2 separate regions of the Gossypium hirsutum genome follow, and region 2 is linked to region 1. The links are chromatin contacts, called in public Hi-C maps. All regions are on one chromosome and are shown on one strand. The core of a region is the stretch at or near the end of the contact, and the rest is flanking DNA. Distances in the headings are between cores, read along the strand shown. Region 1 holds the start of LOC107945305 (serine/threonine-protein kinase SRK2I). Region 2 has its middle 24 kb from the start of LOC107945302.

Region 1 (3,378 bases), core at 595-3,094:
GCAATGTATGCAGGAGTTCCAACTGTGGATTTTGGTTGCGAATGAAGAACTGAAGACTGAGAAGAAGAACAAAAATCAAACACATAAACATGAAAATGATCTTCAATAACCATAAAGATAATCAGAAAAAAAAAATCTATTCCATCAAATATAATAAGTGGTACTATTTCCAGGACAGAATCAAATGTGCTCAAGATTTTTTTTAAAACAATGAATCCATGAAACAATATAGAATAAATACCAAATCACCAAAGATAGTTCATAAAGTTCCATATTATACAAAGTATAAGTGTAACCTCATCGAATGATAAGATAAGAACAAAGGACTATACCTTCGAGTACCCAAAATCACATATCTTAAGCCGAGGAGCTGGACTTCCATCTAGCAAAGTGTTTTCCAACTTTAAATCACGATGGCATACTTGCTTCACCAAGTAAAACAAACCAAAAACAAAATAACCTATCAGGTTACACATAATACAATTCAAGGCATAGACAAATGGATAAATTGTAACTACCATCGCATGGCAATAACTAACGCCGGATATAAGCTGTTGGAAGAAGAACCGAGCCTGCACCAAAATAACGGATATATACAAGTTAAAGACAAAACAAAAGGGGGACATAAAATTGAATGCTAAATATAAGAAAATAAACCTCGTCCTCATTGAACCGACCCGCAGCACAAATCCGCTCGAAAAGCTCACCTCCGGAGGCATACTCCATTGCAATGGCAAGATGAGTAGGTGTTAAAATAACCTAAAGTATCAATGTCTATAGTTAGTTCATCAAACACTACCTTAATTTTTACAAAAAAATATTATAAATAACAGTAAACTGAGTCAAGAACTAACGTTACCTCTTTAAATCTAACAATATTCGGATGCCTCAATGATCTATGATTAATAATTTCTCTTTGAACATTTTCATCTATCTGTAAAACGACAAGGTAGCACAAATTTAATGCCAAAATTACAAATTAAAAGGAAAAAAAGAAGAAGAAGTTAGTGAAGTAATTGAGCTTTGGGAAAACAGAAAAGTCGGTATCTTCTTTTATTTTTTGGATTGATAATTAATTATTATACTACCAAATAAAACATTTCCGAAATTAGCAAAATTAATATAACTCCCGACAATAAATTGCAACAAGTTAGGAACAAAAAAGAAGAGAGAAAACATTATCTTCAATAAATATCGTAATAATCGAAATGAGTATATTTCCATAAATAGACCAAAAGCACAGAAAGGAAAGAGATCGTTGTTTTTGAAATAAGAAGCTAAACCTTACGGCCTCTTTCGATGTACTTGACAGCGACGAGCTCCTTGGTAACCTTATCTCTCATAAGTCGAGCAACTCCGAAATTACCAGATCCGATATCTCTAACGAAATCGTAACGGTCACTGTCGTGCATAATCGGCATATCCATAGCCGGTCCGACCGTCAAGTCTGCTCGATCCATTTTTGTCTCTCTTTTTTTCAGTTTCTGATTCTACCCCCTTCAAAGAAAGAACTCAGGACCACATCACCGGACTCAGTGGCTTCTTGGACGAATCACTGAGTTAAACGAGTCGGTTAATAATAACAACAAGAAGAAGAAGAAGGGAAGGAAAGGTTATTAGTTGATCGGCGATTGATAAGAGTGGTTCAGGGAGGAGCGGAGCTTTTGGGGAAGAGGAAGGGGGGGATAATGCCAAGGAAATATCTGGTAGAGGCAGAGGAGGATAAGAGGAGTACGGCGTCGTTTCGAGGTTGTTGCGTAGTGGGTAACCAATAGGATTGGCTTCTTTTTATGGTTGTCTTATTATTTGTTGATTAGTTTTTATTATTGGATAAGAAAATAGAATGACTTAAATGTCCTTTATTTGGATAATATTTTAAAGCAGAGTGAGTCACGTGATTTTGCAAAATGCTAAGACAATTTTTATTCGGTATTTATGCCGTCTTTTATCTGTAAAAACTGATCGGACGGTTTTGGCTTTATCATTGTCCAAATTAACACGCAACCATCTCATTTTTTATGATTATCTTTTTGCCTTTTGTTTTTCTAGAAACTGCTCTCTCTTCTTCTTCTTTTTTTTTGTTAAAAATAGATTTTAATTTTTTTAAAAATATCATCTATAATAATATTGAAATTAGATTGCGTTTTTAATTGATGAAATTGAAAAGCATGTGAGAGCATGAGAGTTAGCGTGTAGAACACGCATAGGATAATTCCCTGAAAAGGATGTTTTGGTAAAATCGGGTGGAATAGATTGTCCCCATTCGTGGGCAAAACGGCCTTGGGAACAAAGGAAAGTTTCTGACTTCCAAGCAGTATTTTTCCAAGTAAAGAAAACTGGCATATGATAAGGATAGATTCCATGCGCACAATGAATAACTATGTCAAACTCATTTATAATCTATAATTTACCAAACTCTCCATTATATTATTAAATTCCCAATTAAAATTAAAAAATATTTTATGAAAGTAGATTTATTCCTCATATATTTGAACTAAATTCAAATTTTGGAGTCAACATTTTTAAAAGATTTTTCTGAATATTTCTTCCGCCCGAACACGATTAAGTTTAAACTGTAAAATAAAATAGACTTTGTATTCATATTAATTTACACTTATCATTTCATATTAATTATTATTTAATTAATTTTACAATTGTATACATATTATTATTTAATTGATTTTATAATTTTATATTAATTAAAATTAAGATTTAACACTTCAACTAGATACATTGGTATCAAAATAATTCTAGTATTAATGGACAAGTTCACACACAAAAAGAAAAATAATCTATTTTTATTATTTGATAGTTAATACCACTTACTTTGCACAATTGTGAATATTTTCACTTTTCTTGAAATATTATGCTTATCAACTAAAAATTATTTAATCAATTAATTTTACAATTATATACCAGACTAATTATTACTTTATTAAATTTACAACTGTTTATCAATTAAAATTAAGATTTAGCACTCAATCTAGTATAAAAATTTTTAGTATTTTTATAGGTGCGCACAAGTTTCCATTATTATTATTAGTTGATATATCCCACTTTCATTTTTATTTGATTTTCTTTTTGCCTTAAATTATTATTTGATATTTAATAACAGTTGTGAATATTTTTCCTTTTTCTTTTTTTGAAATATTATTGCTTATCAATTAATAATTATTTATATTAATGTAAAATGGAGCTTGTTGACATTGGTAAGCTAGACATACTTTTAAAATAATAAAATATTAAAATAATGATTCTTTAACAAGAAAATATTGAATCATATTTAAATGATAACGGCACCTGCTAGAAATAAAAAAAAATCTTAATGGATAGTAAAATAATAGTATTGTTATGTTTTTATTTTAAATATAGTATGTC
Region 2 (3,378 bases), core at 245-2,744, 150 kb after region 1:
GGTATAAGAAGTATAAAAGAAGTAGAGATCTAATTCTAATAACTATTAGAATTTAAATTACATCAAAACTTTATATTGATCATGATGAACATCCACTTAATAATATATTCATAACATTCCTAACTTATTTTGAATTATTAATTAGCTGTTGATATATTCATTTCTCACTTTCTTTCTTTCTCTTATGAAAAAAATGGTATTCCCTACAAAGAACATAAGATAACCAAAATTGGCCTAAAACCAAAACATCAAACTCAACAATGACTTTAACGTCTTAGCACCTTAAATGTGAACTTGACGGGAGTACACCAAATCAACCTCAATGCCTCGTGCCATCAAAATTCACTAAAAACCAATCATGCCAAATAGACAGAATGTTGAAACAGATTCCCAAACCTATGAAATATTTTCAAGAAAGAAAATAGCCATCTTCTTTTTTTTTCTTGACTGCGAAAATATCTCCACGAAAACATGTCATAATTCCTTCGACAACTACTTCCAAACTCAACAATTCATTCCATGGACAAAACTTGTTCCTGAACCACGTTAGGAGCATATACTTAGACCATACACATCCAAAATCATAACAAATTAATATCACTAACTTGGCTTCTGCCCAAAACTTCTCTGTTCCAATAAAAAATCCACCAACACAAACAAAAAAAATGACAAATCCAACACTCTTTGTAGACATCAACTTTAAAATAAGCACATACACTCCTCTCCTTTCTCCATCAAAGAACCCTTAAATACTCCACTGCCCCTCAATAAATTGTTTCCATGAAAGAACCTCTTTCCATAACAAATTCAGTTCAGCACACTTCATGACGTAAATCAATATAAATCTTCTTCTTTCATGGCATTAATTTAATGAATCATCACCGACTCTCAAGTCAGCACCTTACCAATAAAACTCATCCATTCCTGAATCTTCTGTCACTTTCTAATGATCGTCAGTTAATCCCAACAATTTCCTAAGTTCCCATGCTTCTGTCGCTTCTTTCCGAATTACCTTTTTACGATTACAAAAATCCGAATCAGATAAACGACTCATTTGCGAAATTCCCTCTTGGTGAGGTAGGCTTTGGAAATCTATTTTTCATCTTTCTATCTTTTCCTTTTTTTTTCCTTTGCCCCCAGCTTAGCCAACCTACATTCTTCTACTTCATATAAAGATTTCACTTTTCTTGCCTATTTTTTTATGAATACCAGACAGCTGCTCTATCGCTTTCCTATTCAATGAAAACCCACAATCATCAACCTATGAATCCTCGTTGATACACGGGGAATCTTCATTATTTCTCACCTCCCCGCACACTCTCTCCTCCGGCGACACTGTTGATGTGTTATCTTGAAAGGAAACTTGTTTATGTCGATTTTCAATCACATTAGAAGGATTATTCTCCAATAAAACTCTAACAGGGGAGTGTGACCTAGGAGAGCCTACAACAAAGTTCAAGGCCCCAATATCGTCCACACAATCCTGTTCCCAAACCATCTTATTAACAATCCTTTCCAAATTACCTCCCTTACTATTGTTACAAAGCCCAGAATGACATCCTCTAATGTCAAGCCCAATGTCATCAATCATAAAATCCACCCCAAGATGTCTCCCCAGCAACCTTATCATCATTAATCCTGTCTATCAGTTGCAATGTCACCTCCTGACAAACTTATTCATGCTCCGCCTTAACACAATAATTCATACCAGCTCCAGTCTCCCCATTAATGTCCTCAGAAAAGCTCCCATCAATATTCCGAGTCTTTTCCTTGTTCCCAAGGCCATCCCATTCTCCCATGTTCACCGGAGATCCATCCCAGGAATCGATCTAATCAGCTTCCTTGCCATCAGCCACCTCTGTCCTAGCGCCGTTGTTTATAGACTCAGAAGACATAGACACCCGTTCGATCTCTCAGTTGCATATGATATTTGGTAAAATGAAAGTAGCAGATTCAGAGACTCAAACCATGAAAGAATAATTACCAACTCGTAATTCAATAACCTCATCAATATTATTTAAGTAAGGAGTCACTAGTTGGCTTTGTGGAAAGATTTAGGGCTCAGAGTATCCTCGTCAACAGCAACATATTCACCCACTTTTTAATAATTCTTCGGAAAGTAGAGGGACACCATGCTTGTAAAGGAATACCAAAACATGAGATCCATACCCTACGGGTTTCAATTTTTAGCTTTTCTGACCAAGCCTTTGATACGGTTGTTTTCCAGAAGATTGAAGAAAAAAGAGTTGAGAGAAGAGAACAAAGGGTAGAGAAAGAAAGGCAACAAGATTTTCATTCTATAACTAAACTCGTAACTGTTTTTCCATATCGCCTTCACTGCTAAAAGGTCAATAAGAGCGTTACAGACGTTTTGAAAATCGGTTAAGGCTATTATGTTAATAGCTGTGCTCATGAAATGCATCATTTCACTTAACGACTAATACTCTCGTACACTTAACAAAACGCACCGTTGAATCCTTAACAAAAACTCATCATTTAACTTAAACTTAGACACTAAATATCACTTTTAACTAAAAAAATAACAGAAAATAAAGCAGTCCATAACAAATATTTCCAAGGTTGAAAGGATCCTTGTCCTTAAGGATCAAAAGCAGGGAATCGTTGCTGCAAGTCAAGACAAAGCATACTCAGCTTGGGGTCATCCTGCTAAGAGTGTTGCACTCTAGTTAACAATTCAGAGATAATTGAATTGCCAACCATTTGAAGTAACTGTCCAGCTGAGCCTGAAGGTTGTCTGGAAAGGGCATCTCCCAGCACATTGCTTCTACCCTTCCTGTACATCACATCAAGTCATAGCCTAACGTCTTGGCCACCCATATCTGTTAAAAAAGAGAATAGCCTGCTGATCATAAAGGAATATAAAACTTTAGTGGTCAGTTCTGATTTAAAAGTGGCAGCCAATCAAGCAGGGATGCCATTTCTTGACAGCAAGAAGGACTGCCAGTATTTCCTTTTAATAAATGGACAATGCCTGGTGTCTCAACCTGAGGGCCTTGTTGAAAAAGGCAATGGGGTGTCATTGTTGTTAGAGAACAGCTCCTACACCTAGGTTACTTGCATTTGTATCTATGCAGAATTCAATATGGAAGTCAAGTAGCATGAGAACAAGAGCAGTGCTTAAGGCATGTTTTAGTGCGTGAAAGGCTTCTCCAGCTTGTAATGTCCAACCCCACTCATGTTTTTAGAAGATCAATCAGAGGTTTAGCTATAGTTCCATAGTTTCTAGTGAACCTCCTATAGTACCCCAAGAGGCCAAGGAAGCCCCTAAGCTCTTTTACTGGTTGTGGATTTGGCCAAGACATTGCACTCTCCACTTTAGAGTGGTCTATGGCTACAGTCCCTTGGGAAATGATATGA

What was found. A called contact is a pair of places that touch in the nucleus more often than the background predicts.
Region 2: a contact with region 1 is called in a Hi-C map of leaf, with 3 times the contacts expected there. The contact joins the enhancer-like site here to the promoter of LOC107945305 in region 1. A contact is called at or near these places in 10 of 34 Hi-C or Micro-C datasets (callus, fibers, hypocotyl and 1 more).

The regions. Positions count from the first base shown.
Region 1 is chrD12:13,448,595-13,451,972 of Gossypium_hirsutum_v2.1, forward strand. It overlaps LOC107945305 (serine/threonine-protein kinase SRK2I), which reads right to left and starts at 1,845. Exons shown (of 9, transcript XM_016879263.2): 1 at 1,284-1,845; 2 at 860-934; 3 at 658-759; 4 at 519-572; 5 at 333-425; 6 at 1-56. The coding sequence starts at 1,460.
Region 2 is chrD12:13,602,082-13,605,459 of Gossypium_hirsutum_v2.1, forward strand. No RefSeq gene overlaps it. Among protein-coding and RNA genes, the nearest start is that of LOC107945302, 24 kb to the right of the region's middle. Within about 2 kb of position 1,495, at least 8 of the 9 cell types and tissues checked have an H3K27ac peak or open chromatin away from gene starts, as enhancers often do. A contact at or near this core is called in fibers, hypocotyl and leaf, where this site is marked.